2 separate regions of the Mus musculus genome follow, and region 2 is linked to region 1. The links are chromatin contacts, called in public promoter capture Hi-C maps. All regions are on one chromosome and are shown on one strand. The core of a region is the stretch at or near the end of the contact, and the rest is flanking DNA. Distances in the headings are between cores, read along the strand shown.

Region 1 (7,741 bases), core at 3,189-5,688:
GATGCCCAGCCGTGCTTGCATGTAAGTACAAAAGATATGTCTCAAAAAAGAGCTCTGCACATGTTGTTCCAAAAAGTGTTCTGCAAAGTCATAGAGTTGTGCACATTTTTGTTTTTGTTTGTTTTTTGAGACAGGGTTTCTCTGTGTAGCCCTGGCTTTCCTGGAACTCACTCTGTAGAGCAGACTGGCCTCAAACTCAGAAATCCGCCTGCCTCTGCCTCCCAAGTGCTGGGATTAAAGACATGTGCCACCACTGCCTGGTGAGCACATGGTTTTTAAAGTATTCCATACATGAGATGCAGTGGCACTCATTTTTAATCCCATACTTGGGAGGCTGAGGTGATCTCTGCAAGTTTGAGGATAGCCTGGTCTACATAGCAAGTTCCAGGACAGCCACAGTTGCAAAGAGAGACCTTGACTTTAAAAAAACGATTTTTAAAAATGGACTGCATAGATGTTATTTTTATTCTTGAAGGCCCTGAGCCCAGTACAAGCTCAGTAAAAGGCTAAGTGAGCCCTGGAAGAAGTTCCTCAACATCTCTGGTCTTGAAACAAGGTAAAGGCCACAAGAAGCTCCACAGGAGATTAGTATGTAGGGAAGTGGCCCTGCAGGGCCCCAACAGCAACTGTTGGCCTTTGTCAGACCCCTCCAGCCAATGACTGGGCCCGGCTTCTGCAACACACGGCCACCCCTGAAGAAAGCAAAAAGAAGGAACATGCAATGTCCCCCATCAGAAAGATATCACCCGGCCCAAAGCCCACAGCTTTCTGTCCTGATCAGAAAAGATCTGCCTAACAATCAAACACAATCCACCCAGGGTTCAAATCCAAGCTGGGCACCCTTACCAGCAGGCACCTCACACAACACCCACTGGGAGGGAGGGCCTCGCTGCCCGACCCCTGGATACCGCCTCTGTCACAGGTCCAGCCTCTGCTCTGAACCAGGCCTAACACACAGAGATACCACATACAGGCGAGCCCTAAGGCCAGCTTTCCTATGGAGACTAGGCAGCTCTGTAGCCCGGAATGCCCCAGGCAACTCCCTTAACCCCCACACCCACCCTCATAGCATCACCCCCAAACACAATGAGGCACTGTTTTCCAACGGGTCAAGCCCGCTGAGAAGCTGAAAGGAGACATGTCCAGATTCCAGCAGCCTGGCCACTGCCAACAGCTGGCTGTGTCCCCCGCTATGGAGGAGCGGGCAATGCTATCAAGCCATTTCCTGGGGGACCTCCTGGCCTGGTAGAGCAGAAACTTTAGAGGTAACTACCAGTTACTCCGCAGGCCTCTCTTGGGGTCCGCTCCCTGATTAGTACTAGGTCCTAATGCTTTCCGATTAAGACGACCAGATCCAGAATTGGATCGATCTAGGTTCAAACCCCAGCCAGCTCTGCCAGAACGTCTAAGCTCAGGCTTCTTGAGAGAGAGAGAGAGAAAGTGCTGAGCACGGGGCCTGTCTCCAGCAGAGGAAGAGGGATTCCTGACAGGCAGGCCACACTGTGGTTACGGCCGCCCCAAATACATTACCGACATGAACAACATGAACGTGGAGAGAGAGGGAGAGAGGAGAGCCAGGGCAGAAAGCATAATGAGAGTGATCTGTGTTGTGAGAACTCTGTCCAGGAAACCCCGGCCAGAACTTGAACAGAAGGAGCTCTGGGCCAAACCAGCGTCTAAGCGTCTAATGAGAAAAGCCACCAAGCAGCCGCCCAACAGCACACAAAAAAACGCAGGGAACACGCGGAGGAAGGCAGAACACGCTGTGTTTATGTTTTGTTTTGTTTTTTCTGACCAATGAGCTATAAATTTGTAACTTATTAAACAGCACATGGTGACTCTCACTGGCCACTGTGAGGAGGGGAAGAGTCCTCCAATTAATCTTTTTAAATTGATTTATTATTTTTACTCTCAAGCCCTCCCCCAAAAAACCCCACCGTTATCATGGAGGCTAGGTATGCACCCCACGCATGGCCTTGCCACAAGGAGATCACCTTAAACGACTGCCCCATGTTAAGTGACGGGGAGGTGCACGCTGCTGAGATCTCTCTTGGGACACAAATAAAAACAAGAGGGCTGGCCCGTCATAAGCCATCCTAACTTAGGAAAACAGCTGACGGGCAGTGTGCTGAGCAGCCATGCAGACAGCTGACCGCCTGGGCTGAGAAGCAAATTCCTCTCCAGTCCTGCACATCCATCCTTACCCCCACCCCGCCCTGGGCTCTGGTCAGCCAGGCGGAACGGCCCCCTGAGAGCCCAGACTAAGGAGGCAGTGTAGCTCGGATGGAGCAACTGGAGAGTCTAGAGAAGGCAGCAGAAGTCACAGGTGGCAGCCACCACCCCTTGCCACCCCTCCTGCCAGCACCAGCTCACCCCCTTCCCCGGAAGGAATGTATACAGGAGCTGCCCAGGGACCAGCTTCTAGGCACAGACTTCATTCGTTTCTGGGCTGTGCAACCTTGGGTCAGAGACTCAGCCTCTCTTGGTCTCTTGTTAAATAGAGGTAGTGTTGGTGGCCATGGCCTCAGGGTGATCTTACAGAAAGGACAGGACAAATCCAGGCATGGGTAAGAACTCCACAGACAGCCCATTTCAATCCCTACGGTCCCCGTCTGCCAGAAAGCACTCTTTCCTTTCAAAGACAACTCAGTGTGCTGGCCCTAAATGGAAGACAGTCAGAAGCCGGGAATTCCGAGCTCTGCGGACACTACAAAGACTTCCTCAGTCCTTCAAACAGCACGGGGACTGTCCAGAAGCAACAGGGCCCTCAACCAGCCTGTGAGGTGCTGTGACTAGATTCCCCTCGTCCCCACCGGGGGAACCCCTTACACATTCAGATACCTACTCAAAAGCTCATCACCCCGGCCTCCTTTCGAAAGCTCAGGTATTTTTATGTGGAAGAATAAAAATTAAAAATACCTGCCTGGAAGCTACGCCAACCTTGAGTGCATCGGGAACGGACGTGCCAAGCCTGACCCAAAAGCATAGCTATGCCTGGCAGACAGCCCACTCCGTGAACCAAGCAGGACCCAACACCATCCCAGCCTCCAGGATGTTACACCAGCTCCCTGATCCCACAAGGAAACTGTAGCCAGTTTTAAAAATGACCAGTCTTAACTTGGTACCCTGTGTTGCCTGAGAGGTCCCTCAGTCTTATCTAGTGAATCTGCTCCTCAGAGCCAGGGACACGGATGGCACCAGCGGTCATACAAGCCACCCACAGTCCAGAGAGTGAAGACAAGGCTCCTACAGAGAAGGGACTTTATCCCACACACACCTCCTCAGCTGAGGGGCCCTCCGGGGAGGGGAAGACAGGGGCTCCTTCACGCTGGGATTCACTGGGCATTCCTAGAAGCCTTGAATCAACCCCCTTGGGTTTAAAATCCACTTCCAGGAGAGTCTTTCCTTTCCTCTGTCCTAACAGCAGACCAAGTGTGGGCTGAAAAGAATGGCCTCTGGGCTCCAATAACACGAGGACAGTTAAAACTCTGTTCTGGGTGTCCTGTCCTCTTTACCTGTGGGGTTTCCAGCAGCTCTGATGCTGGGGGTGGGGGACCTTGCCAGCCAGGACACGTTCAGAGATGGCCGTAGCCTGCGGCCCATTCCCCTTCTCATTCCTCTGGCATGTCACCAGGGTCTGGGAACGGTGGGTGAGAGGCGGGAGTCATAAGCCACCACCCCCCCAAACTTGCCTTTCTAAGTTTAAACTTGATCTTGTAATACAGGGTGACCAGACTTGAAACGGTGTGTGGTGGGGGTTGGGGGGGGGTGTATATGCAGTACCCCCGGGGACACTTGTCATTAGAATGGGGGTGTGGTCCTCACAAGCTTTTCTGTGGGCTGTGATAGGAAATGGGTGGGCTCTCTCGAAAGGGGCTATATCCCTGAAACGGGGTGGGGGGTCTGGGGGCAGTGTGCAAAGTGGAAGGTGGCCTGGAGGGAACAGAGGGGGGTCATAGAAGAAACAGCCTCTGAGACCGAGTCCCATAGGCAGACGCTCTGAGGTGGGGGTGGGGAAGCCAAGTGAGGGTCTCCTGCAAGCCAAGGAGGTCTGCCCCGGGAGCGGGGCGCCTCTCCCAGAGGTGGGTCCCTGAACACCCAGTACGGGATCGAGGTCCTCAGGCGCCGCAGCGAAGAGCGGCCAGCACAGCCCCGGGCCGTAGGCACCGCAGCCCAGCCGGGCGCTAGGGTGGGATCGGCGGCCGCCGGGCCCCGGCCGCTCCGCCCTCCGTCTCCCGCACTCACCGAGGTCGTCCATGGCTGGTCCTCAGACGCCAGTCCCCGGCTCGATGTCGCCCTCGCTGCCCGTCTCCGGGCTGCTCCTCGCCGCCCCGCAACTTTTCCGCGTCCAGCCTCGGCCCGGAACGGAACCCGCTGCCGCGCTGCCTCCTCCTCCACCACCGCCGCCGCCGCCGGCGCGCGCGCCCGCGACAGGATAGCCCCGCCCCCGCGTGCACGCTGGCCACGCCCCGCCTCCGACCCCCCACCCCCCCAGCACGCCCAATCCCGCAGGGGGCGAAAGCTGGGCGTGGTCGTGGCGCCCCCTGGCGGCTGGACAGGCTGGTGGCGTCTATAGGCCATGAACCTCTGCGTTCAGTCTGACCCGACCTTCTGGCAGACTAGTCACTCAAGAGAGTCGGTGGCAGATTTGTCACTCAAGAGAGTCGGATTTGTCCACCTGTCCCTGTAGGTCACCTCCCAGGAGGATTAAATCGGCTTGCCTGGAGCCTTTGGACTGATGGCAGTGCTAGTCATCCCAGAATAATATCCCAGATGTAGTTTTTGTGAAACAGGGTCTCTCTCTCTCTCTCTGTCTCTCTGTCTCTCTCTCTCAGGGTCTCTCTCTCTCTGTCTCTCTCTCTCTCTCTGTCTCTCTCTTTGGTTTTTCTTTTTTTTTTTTTTTAAAGTATTCATTTGAATTAATGTTGAAACAATTCATGGTTTTTTTTTTTAAAGATTTATTTATTTATTACATGTAAGTACACTGTAGCTGTCTTCAGAAGAGGGCGTCATATCTCGTTACAGATGGTTGCGAGCCACCATGTGGTTACTGGGATTTGAACTCTGGACCTTCGGAAGAGCAGTCGGGTGCTCTTACCCACTGAGCCATCTCACCAGCCCTCTCTTTGGTTTTTCGAGACAGGGTTTCTCTGTGTAGCCCTGGCTGTCCTGGAATTCACTCTATAGACCAGGCTGGCCTCAGAAATCCGCCTGCCTCTGCCTCCTGAGTGCTGGGATTAAAGGCATGCACCACCACTGCCCGGAGAAACAGGGTCTCTTTGTACCTCCAGCCAGGCTGGAACCTGAGACCTTTGTCCTGACTGGTAACATCAGCAGTGGCTGCGACCAACTCTGGCCCCAGATCCAGTACTTTAGAGCTTATGAAACCTTTCATTTTACCCCTTTCCCTGCTTCCCCCTTCCTAGAGACTGCCAAAATTCTGCACAAGGTAGATTTACCCCACATTACAGCAAAGCAAAAACTACCAAAACTTCATTCCCGGATCCTGGCAGATTTGCCCAGGGGACTCAGAAACTGGATGATAAAAGCCTGGTGTAGTAGCTCAGGACTATAATCTCAGCTAGTTGGGAGATGCAGGCAGGTCTTCAAATTCAAGATTACACTGGACTAGAGAAAGAGTAAGGACTAAACTGGGCAATTTATAGGAAGACCTGTCTCAAATTTTAAATTTTTTGAAAACTTTTAAAAATAAATACACACACACACACACACACAAACTGAGTGTGGTGGCACAAGACTATAATCCCAGAATTTAGTAGGCAGAGGCAAGTTTATCAGGAGTTCAAAGTTGTCCTTAACACCACACAGTCAGTTCAGTTCAAAGCCAGCCAGGGCTACATAAGACCCTGTCTCAAAACATACATACATACATACATACATACTTCAAGACCAGCCCAACAAGTAACATAGGACTTAAATCCCCACCCTTAGGAAGTGGAAGCAGGAGAATAAGAAATTCAAGGCCATCCTTAGCTAAATATTGATTATGAAACTACCCTGGGCTATATAAGACTCTATCTAAAATCATTGACAAATAAAAATGTAAACTGTTGGCCAGGCATGGTGGCACATACATTTAATTCTAGCACCCAGGAGGTAGAAGCAGGTAGATCTCTGTGAGTTCCAGGACAACCAGAATTACGTAATAGAAAAACCCGTCTCAAAAAACAACACAACAGCCGGGCAGTGGTAGTGCATCCCTTTAATCCCAGCATTTGGGAGGCAGAGGGAGGTGGATTTCTGAGTTCAAGGCCAGCCTGGTCTACAGAGTGAGTTCCCAGACAGGCAGGGCTATACAGAAAAACCCTGTCTTGAAAACCAAAAGAAGAAAAAAAAATGTTTTTTGTCTCAGTGACAAAGCACCTGCTTAAAGTGCCTGAAGCCCTGGATTTAGTCTGCAGTACTCCCATCCCTAATAGTAGAAAGTGTACACTGTGGTGGTTTGAATGAGATTGGCCCCACAGGCTCATATATTTGAACACTCGGTTCCCCAGCCTGTGGATCTGTTTGGGAAGGACTGGGAGGTGTGGTCTTTGCTGGAGGAGGTGTGTCACTAGGAAGCAAGCTTTGAAGTTTCAAAAGCGCCACTCCATTCCCACTCTCTGTCTGCTTCCTTTTCATAGATCAAGACCTAAACTTTTAGTTTACGGCTCCCGCGCCAGGCCCGACTGCCTGCTGCCTGACTCCCCCCACTTGGTGATCATGGGCATTGCCCTTGGGAACAGCAAGCTTCCAATGAACTGCTCTATTAACACAGCCTGGCTTGTGGTGTTTTGTCACAGCAATTGAAAAGGTAACTAAGACAAGTGATTTGTAAAATAAAAATAAAGAAGAGAGGCTGGAGAGATGGCTCAGCAGTTAAGAGCACTGACTGCTCTTCTGAAGGTCCTGAGTTCAAATCCCAGCAACCACGTGGTGGCTCATAACCATCTGTAATGAGATCTGATGCTCTCTTGTGGTGCCTCTGAAGACAGCTACAGTGTTCTTATGTATAATAAATCTTTACAAAAAAATACAGATAAACTAAGAGACAAAATTAAAACTATTTGAAGTCCAATAATGTGACTAATAGGCGTTTGTGATATTGTTATTGTTTCGCTTTGTTTTGGGTCTCATGTATCCCAGGACAGCCTTAAAACAAAGGCCAAAGATGGCCTTGGACTTTCTGATCCTCTTGCAAGAGTGCTAGGATCTCAGGTGTGGCCCACCATGTCTGGTTCTGTCAGTACTGAGGACAGAACCCAGTTTCATAAATGCTGGGCAAACACTAAACTGACTAAGCTACCCCCCCAGCTCCCCAGTCCCCCAGCCCCCCAGCCCCGCTATCTCCAGTTTCTAGATCCACAGTGCTCAACCTGTGGATCTTGATCCCTTTGGGGCATCAAAGGACTCTTTCACACGGGTCTCCTAAGACCATTGGAAAAAGAGTTATTTATCTTACAATTCATAACAGTAGCAAAATTACAGTTATAGAGTAGCATCGAAAATGATTGTATGGCGGGGGACGGGGGTCACCACAGCATGAGGAACTGTGTTAGAGGCAGCTTCTTCAGGAAGGTTGAGGACCCCTGCTGTGGCTCGTCTTACCCGCATTTACTTAACCCATAACAGTGCTGAGTGATGCACCCCAGCCAGCATTTACTTAACCAACGCCTTAGTGAAATGGAATTCTCTCCACGCTGTCCCCGTAATTAACGTAATTAACTAACGATGCTGAGGA
Region 2 (7,741 bases), core at 2,751-5,250, 210 kb after region 1:
TGGCCTCTCCCGTGCTGGGGTCACAGCTGTGCATCACCGTCCCCGGGTGGAAAGCGTCTTCACTCCTGAGTTCAGACCAGCTCCTGGCCAGGGAAGGTTGGCAGAACAGAGCTTTCCACACCACGGAGCCTCAACCTCGGCAGCAGGGAGCACAGATACCCACTCAGGCTGTCTGCCTCCATCTCTGCCTTCTTGTTTTTGTTTTCTTTTCCGGTTAACTGGGTTTTTACACAAGGCCATTCATATAATAGGCAAGAATTACACCTAAATGAAGGTACACCCCAGCCCCCCTACCCGCACCTCCCCCTCTTAAATTCCACCGAGGCCTGAGGTCTGTGTGACAGTGCCACCCAGATCCAGAGCAGGTTCTGTCCCTTTGGTTCCTCTTCTCTGGAAACACCTTCACAGGCACACTGAGTTGTCCTGTACTAATGTCCTATGCCTTTCTCTGTCCAATCAGATGATAGAAAGTTAAAAATCGCAAATAGGCCTGGAGAGGTTGCCCAGCAAGGAGAGTACCTACTGCTTCTGCAGAGGATTCGGGTTAGATTCCCAGCACCCATACCAGGCAGCTCACAGTTGCCTCTAAGTTCAGTCTGAGTCCCTTTTCTGGATTCTTTGGGCATGCACACACATGTGGTGCACAAATAGACACACATACTTGTAAAAAGAATCAATGACAATAGAGATAGCAAAGAGATGAAAACGGCATGAAGGTGCTTTAGGGAATCTGCGGGACTCTGCCTGCTGCCTGGTGGGCTCACGGGGGCTTTACTGTGGCACCAGCCGCAGTTCCAGAGGATCTAGGAATGACCTATGTTTGATCTGTCTGTCTGACACAATGCTCTAATTAACCCAGAAGACATTTGAGCCCCAACTCTCTCCTTTCCCCCATACTGTCCACAGTAAATGGAGCCCCTCTTAATGCCCAATCAAAATGTACCAGAACCAACATGGTGGCATCAGCCTGTACTCTTTAACACCTGGAAGGTAGAATCGGGGAGTTCAGTCCATCCTAGCTTCCTAAAGGAAGTGAGACCAGCAGTCTGCCTACTAAAGGACATCACTGCCTCAGCGCTTTTCTTTTTTTAAATTTTTAATCTTTATTTTTTTTTTTTTGAGACAGGGTTTCTCTGTGTGGCCCTGGCTGTCCTGGAACTCACACTGTAGACCAGGCTGGCCTCGGAACTCAGAAATCCACCTGTCTCTGCCTCCCAAGTGCTGGGATTAAAGGCATGCGTCACCACTGCCCGGCAGGGAGGGCCTTCTTTAAGGAAAAAGAAAAGTGGGCTGTGATGGTACATCATCTTCAACCTCAGCACTTGGGATGCACAGGCAGGAGGATGTCTGTAAGTCCAGGGCCAGCCTGCTCTACATACGCAGCTCCACAGTTAGACCTTTGTCTCAAAACATACATCCAAACGGCAGCATATTTCTTACCTTCCCCTCTTCCGTTTTCTAACATTATTATTATTTATTTTCAGTGTGGGCTATGTCTCACGTGTGGAAGCCAGAGGACAACTCTGTGAGGTTGGTTTTCTCCTTCTGCCTGTATGGACTTCCTGTAGATCACATTCAGGTTCTCCAGCGTGCACCGCAAGTGCTTTTACTCTGGAACCATCTTACTGGCCCCTTTAAATCTCCTGATCTTCTAAGATGGGCTGGGATGTCATAAGACCTAGACATTTTACATTTTCAGTCATATTTCCCGAGTACATTCTTTTTCTTGGCATAGGGAGAAACCTAGGGCCCCACCCCTGAGCTACATCCCTAGCCCTAGACAGTGAAGTGGATGCTGAAGTTGGAATAGGGAACAGGAGAGGCAGGGCCCACGGACACTCACCAGGAAGGACAACACAGGAGCTAATCCCTCTGGGGAAAGCACAAGGCAAACTTCATGGAGGGGATCTAAGTATTCTAGGACATAACAGCATGGTGGTGAGAGGCAAAAAGGAATTCAGGGGAAGGAGCCACTACAGCTGATACCTGATTAGACAGGGTTGGGGAAATGGCTCTGCTGGTAGAACGTTTGCCTAGACTCACAAGGCCCTGGCTCAGTTCTTGAACCCCTTAAAAACTAGGTTTGGTGGCCTGTGCCTTAAATTCCAGTCCTTGAAATGTGGGAGCAAGGAGATCAGGGATTCAAGGTAACCCCCAGCTGCACAGCTTCGCCGAGAATGTAAAAACAGAGGGTCCCCTTGGGGCTGGAAAGAGAGCTCAGCAGTTACAGATGTTCTTCTGAGGATCCAGGTTCAATTCCCATCACCCATATGGCAGTTTACAACTCTCTGAAATCCCAGAGCCAGACCACCCAATGCCCTTTCCTGTCCTCCCTGAGTACCAGGCATAGATGTGGCACAGGGACATACAACCAAACACCCACAAACTTTTTTTTTTTTTTTTTTTTTTTTTTTGGTTTTTCAAGACAGGGCTTCTCTGTGTAGCCCTGGCTGTCCTGGAACTCACTTTGTAGACCAGGCTGGCCTCGAACTCAGAAATCCGTCTGCCTCTGCCTCCCAAGTGCTGGGATTAAAGGCGTGTGCCACCACGCCCAGCTTTTTTTTTTTTTTTTTTTTTTTTTAAAGAGAGCAAGAAAAAGAAGATCCTCTCAGACACAGCTGTTGTGAGTGGTACGGTGCTGAGCAGAGGTCAAGCACCCACTCACTGCTGCTGACTCGTTTTATTTCATTTATTTTTTTGGGGGGGAGGGCAGTTTACACAGGATCTCATGTAGCCCAGGCTAGCCTTGGCGCCATCTATCCAAAGCTGGACTTGAATTTCTGATCCTTCTGTTCCTGTCTTCCAGTGTTCTGACTCCCTCCTGGAGCCTCCTGGGGATCAAATATGCAGCCTCTGGCCTCACTCATACCAAGCAAATGCTCTACTGACTGAGGGGTAGCCCAGTATTTTGTTATTTTTATTTATTTATTTATTATGTGGGTACGATTAGTCATAAATGCCAGAGGAGACACATCTTAGGATCACTTTCTTAAGATACGTCTTCCTTTGTATAAATAAATCCTCAGCCAAGAAACTTTGCCCAAATGGACATTCTATCCGAGGAAGCAGCCTCACCTGTACACACTGGGCATCCACCCACATTCCAGATCTTGAGGTCCCCACTGCCTGGCAGACAGGCTCTACCTCCTGGATACGCGATCCCTTTCCCGAATTTCTCCTTCAATCATTAGGCTATCAGTATGTATACGGTCTCCTAGGGCAGTACCAGCTACACAGGGGCTACAGTACGAAATAAGCATGTAGTGTCATGTTATAAAATTCGGAATTTAACCCGGTGTGATGGCGCATGGGGGAGGCGCCAAGAAGAAATGCGAACTTTAGATCATCCTGGGGCTACTTAGGGAGACGATGCTAAGGTAGGGTGGGGAGGACACGGGCAGAAAAAACGAAAAAGAAAGAAAACAGGGTTCAGTGGCAGAACGTAGAACTTGCCTCTCAAGCCCAGGGCCTCCTCAGACACACGCACTTACTTACAAACTTCAGGAATGTGACAGCAGAGCTTCGAACCAAGCCCTACGAGACCCTGAGTGCAACTGCATCGATGGCTCACCCTTGCTAAGCTCGAGGCCACCTGTCAAAGGCCATAAATCGTGCGGACCCCGGGTGGGTGGGGGGAGATGGTGGAAATGGGCGGCACCTGGGGCGGCAGCTCCCAGCCTTCTAGAACCTGCGATTCCAGAACACACCCTGCGCTAACCTCAGTGGGGCCCCCGAGAGGAAAATGCCCGCCCTCACCTCCTTCCAGACTGCTGGGTGGTCCGGGAGCCAGCCACTCGACCCGGGGCTCCGCCTTCAGGGTGTGTGGGCCTCCGCACGCGTGCCGCGCATCGCCCGGGCAACCGACGCTGTGCGCGGTGCATTGTGGTCTGCAACAAAACGCGGGGGAAAGATCCTGAGGGAACCATTGAATCCGCTAGCCAATCGGGAGAGGCTGGCGGTAGCGGATGGCCAATAGCGACGCGGGCCGGGGGCGGGGCCGCGGGCGCAGGGCGGGGCCTAGGGATTAGGCGGCGGCGGCTGGCGTGGGGCAGCTTAGATGCGCCACGGCTTCGGTAGCGACCGGCTGTCTTCTGCTGCTTGAGCGGCGCCCGCACCTTCCCTAGGAGCTCGCAGCAGCCGGCTGGCCTCTGCTCCACGGTGAGACCGGGCTCGGGTCCTCCCCGTCCCCCCTACCTCGGGCCTGCGGTGCGGACCTCGGGAGCTGCCCCTCGGAAGCGGGTGGGGGCGTCGTCCTCAAGGGGGGCGCCGGTCGGGAGGGCAGCGAGCGCGGCCCGCACCCGACCCCTCTCCCTCTTCCCTGCGCTTCGTCACCACACAGGTAACCATGTGCGACCGGAAGGCGGTGATCAAAAATGCAGACATGTCGGAAGAGATGCAACAGGACTCGGTGGAGTGCGCTACCCAGGCGTTGGAGAAGTACAACATCGAGAAGGATATTGCGGCCCATATCAAGAAGGTGAGGACCCGGCGCCGCGTAGTTCCTACTCCCCGATTCTGCGTCCTCTGGGCGCCTGGCAGTTTCCCTGTAGCACTCAGGGCGGCTCGGGATGGATAGTTCTAGAAAGGACGCAAGGGTTTCGCGTTCCTCTGGGGAAGACCAGACCCTCAACGCCAGAAGTTTTTTTTTTTTTTTTAAACCCCCAGCTCCTTGGGGGAAAGCGCCACCTAGCAACGGTTTCCAAGATCAGGGAGTTGCGAGCAGTTCCCCCTGCTGTAGAATTCCTGCGCCGAGGATCCATCTGGGTGTTCCGGGAGGGGGGGGGGTTGCGCCTGCCTGCGTGGGTGTTTCCAGCCGGGCTAGGAGGAGATCTTGCCAGCCTTCTAGTCGGGAGTTAGTCGACAGTTCAGGGAAAGTGGGTGGCAGTGGTGGTTTGGGGGGCTTGGGTGGAGGCTTGGTAAATGGCAGTTTTGTAGAAAGCTGGCGCAAGACTGCCAACTTCTCAAGCTATGTTTGCTGGAAGGAAACTGGAAGCCGAAGCCGTGGGAGGGTTCCAGTGGAGAACGGGAGGATGAAAGACTCACATGGAACAAAAATGAATACTTTTTTTTTTTTTTTGGTTTCTCTGTGTAGCCCTGGCTGTCCTGGAACTCACTTTGTAGACCAGGCTGGCCTCGAACTCAGAAATCCGCCTGCCTCTGCCTCCCAAGTGCTGGGACTAAAGGCGTGCGAGACCACGCCCGGCTTGAATATCTTTTTTTGACAAATGCAGCAGTATGTGCGTCTGGATTGTAAGAGAGACATTCTGCTTAATAAATGAGGTTTTCATACCGATTGCCCGATAAGATAGTAGGAGCCCTAAAGAATTTTACATCATCTCTGGCCCTGGTTCTATCCAACTAGTGAAGAAATGAACACATTGCTAGTTTTAATGTCCATGGGATGGGAGAATCAGGTAGCAGATGCTCTCTAACTTGCTAATTTTTAAGACTGGGTAGATGTGGAGGAGAGCGATTTTAAAAGATAAAGTCCTGGCATTTAACTGTCAGGTTCTGTTGCATTTTTCAGCCTGGCTTGATTTATGTGGTAATTGAGACTTTGTCCTTTGGTCTTTGGGGGGGGGGGTGGTGGTTGTCTTCCTGATTTGGGGTGCATGGCAAATACAGTGGTGGAGCCTGATGAACTGCAAATGCTGATGTCATCTACCTCCATCGAATTGCTGGAGTCAGAGGTGAGGTGCAGATGATGGGTCTTTTAACCCCCCAGCACTAGGAAGGCAGAGGCAGGCAGATCTCTTTGATTTTTGAGACCAAACCAGTTCTAGTGCGGTCAGGACTACAGAGAGACCCTGTCTTTAGAAAACAAAACAAAACAAAAAAATCAAAGTAGTCCAGAAGTGCCCTCATTGAAACAGAACTGTCCTTGAAAATGACCTTCTACCTTTGATCTTCTTAGCTCCCATTCTCAGTTTACCTCAGACTGCAAGCACGTTGCATTAGGTAGATGATTTAAAGCCAGGGAACATTCTCTTAAGAATTTGCTGGGGCTGTGGTGAGCGCTTGCCTGCATGCCCATGCCCTGGATTCAGTCCCAGTGTGGAGACAATTACAGATGCCAGGATTGCCCTTTCTGGTCCTACAGGCTCTGGAAAGTGAATCCTCCAGGTGTACCACTAAATTTCTGTTTCTTCTTCCTAGGAGTTTGACAAGAAGTACAACCCTACCTGGCACTGCATTGTGGGCCGAAACTTCGGTAGTTATGTGACACATGAAACCAAACACTTCATCTACTTCTACCTGGGTCAGGTGGCCATTCTTCTGTTCAAATCTGGTTAAAAGCATGGACTGTGCCAAACACCCAGTGATCCATCCAAAAACAAGGACTGCATCCAAATTCCAAATACCAGAGACTGAATCTTCAGCCTTGCTAAGGGAACACCTCGTTTGAATCTGTTGTGTTGTGTACAGGGCTTCATTCTCTGTACAAGTCTGTGGTTATAAAATTAGTAAAACAGCTTACATTTGTATTTATTTTCTAGTCCATACTTCTGTACCCCCATTTTTTTCTCCCTTAGGTCATTCCTTTAAAAATAAATCTGTTGGAGATGTATGTCTCTGCTAGTTTGTTCAAGATAGGGTTGATGAGGCTTAGCAGTTGGTAAGTGACTTGGTCTGTTGTCTGAGGTGTTCCTGTTCTGTAGGATTAGTTTAGTTCTCTTGATGGAATGTCTGGCAGGCCACACCTGTCTTTCCAGATGATTTGGATTATTAGCCACAGGTCTGAGGCCCTGTTCCTGTCAGCCTAGCACTTGGGAAGCTAAGGAAGGAGTAGAGCAGGTTCTAGGCGGCCCTGGATTAGCGGACCGACCACAAGAGTTCATTTGCTAGGCTGCTGCTTTCACTGGCTGTGCTCAGAAATCATCAGTACATGTGAGTCACAGCTTCACTTGGGGACCTAATGAAAGCTATGGGCCCGGAGTCACCAAGTTGCCCCGTTGTCAGTTGGAGCTACTGTAACCCAAGGAGAGGCCTGCATAGGAGACTCCTGCAGGTAGAGGCCCAGGCAGCCAGCCCACACTTCACTATGCTTCTTACGGAGAGCCTCAGGACAGCTTTGTAAGCTGAACTTGGTCAGACATTGTGTTCTGTCAGGACCAGGAGTGTGAGACTTTGCTGTTGGTGTGTGCGCAGTCAGTGATTCTCTACTGTGTAGATTCTAAGACTCAGCAGCAAGTCTATTCCATAAGCCATCTTGCAAGCCTGTTTCTTTGTGAAAGTGTCTTAGGAAATCCAGTCCTGGCCTCAAACTATGTCATGGTTAGGGATAACCTTAGTGTTCCTTTTTGTTTTTGTTTTGAGGCAGGGTTTCTCTGTGTAGCCCTGGCTGTCCTGGAACTCACTCTGTAGACCAGGCTAGCCTCGAACTCAGAAATCCACCTGCCTCTGCCTCCCGAGTGCTGGGATTAAAGGTATGCGCCACCACTGCCTGGCAACCTTAAATGTTCCTTTGTCCCTGCCAAGTACTGGGATTGCAGATGGGCACCCCTCCTGATTGTTTTACCGTTTTGTGACAGTAGACATGCCTCTCCTACTATCTGCAGAAACAATGGGGTACTTGGAGTCATGTGACCACAGATAGGGCAGTTAAGTTTGTCTATTTTGAACAGGTAAAACTGTTTGCATGAATGGAGTCCCTCTTCCTCCTTGTGACCTGACTAGTTTTGGCCATCAGACTGTAATTGCTAAGTCTCCAGTAGCAGTCCCCAGTGCCACGCGAGACCGC

The links. Capture Hi-C pulls out chosen DNA fragments and counts their contacts.
Region 2: a contact with region 1 is called in a promoter capture Hi-C map of liver. The contact joins the promoter of Dynll1 here to the promoter of Pxn in region 1. A contact is called at or near these places in 7 of 39 promoter capture datasets (the 3T3-L1 cell line, 3T3-L1-derived adipocytes, cranial neural crest and 3 more), 1 of 484 Hi-C or Micro-C datasets (B cells), 11 of 115 datasets of contacts at active chromatin or transcription factors (effector CD8 T cells, embryonic forebrain, embryonic midbrain and 6 more) and 3 of 9 other capture datasets (adipose tissue, liver and pancreatic islet).

The regions. Positions count from the first base shown.
Region 1 is chr5:115,503,373-115,511,113 of GRCm38.p6, reverse strand. Pxn (paxillin) reads right to left here and starts at 4,438. Exons shown (of 12, transcript NM_133915.3): 1 at 4,246-4,438. The coding sequence starts at 4,258. Gm13840 (a long non-coding RNA gene) reads right to left here and starts at 175. Exons shown (of 2, transcript XR_387611.3): 1 at 1-175.
Region 2 is chr5:115,297,249-115,304,989 of GRCm38.p6, reverse strand. Dynll1 (dynein light chain LC8-type 1) reads left to right here and starts at 4,000. Exons shown (of 3, transcript NM_019682.4): 1 at 4,000-4,158; 2 at 4,340-4,477; 3 at 6,157-7,741. The coding sequence starts at 4,346. The coding sequence ends at 6,294. It overlaps Gm13830 (predicted gene 13830), which reads right to left and starts at 3,870. Exons shown (of 2, transcript NR_131932.1): 1 at 3,757-3,870.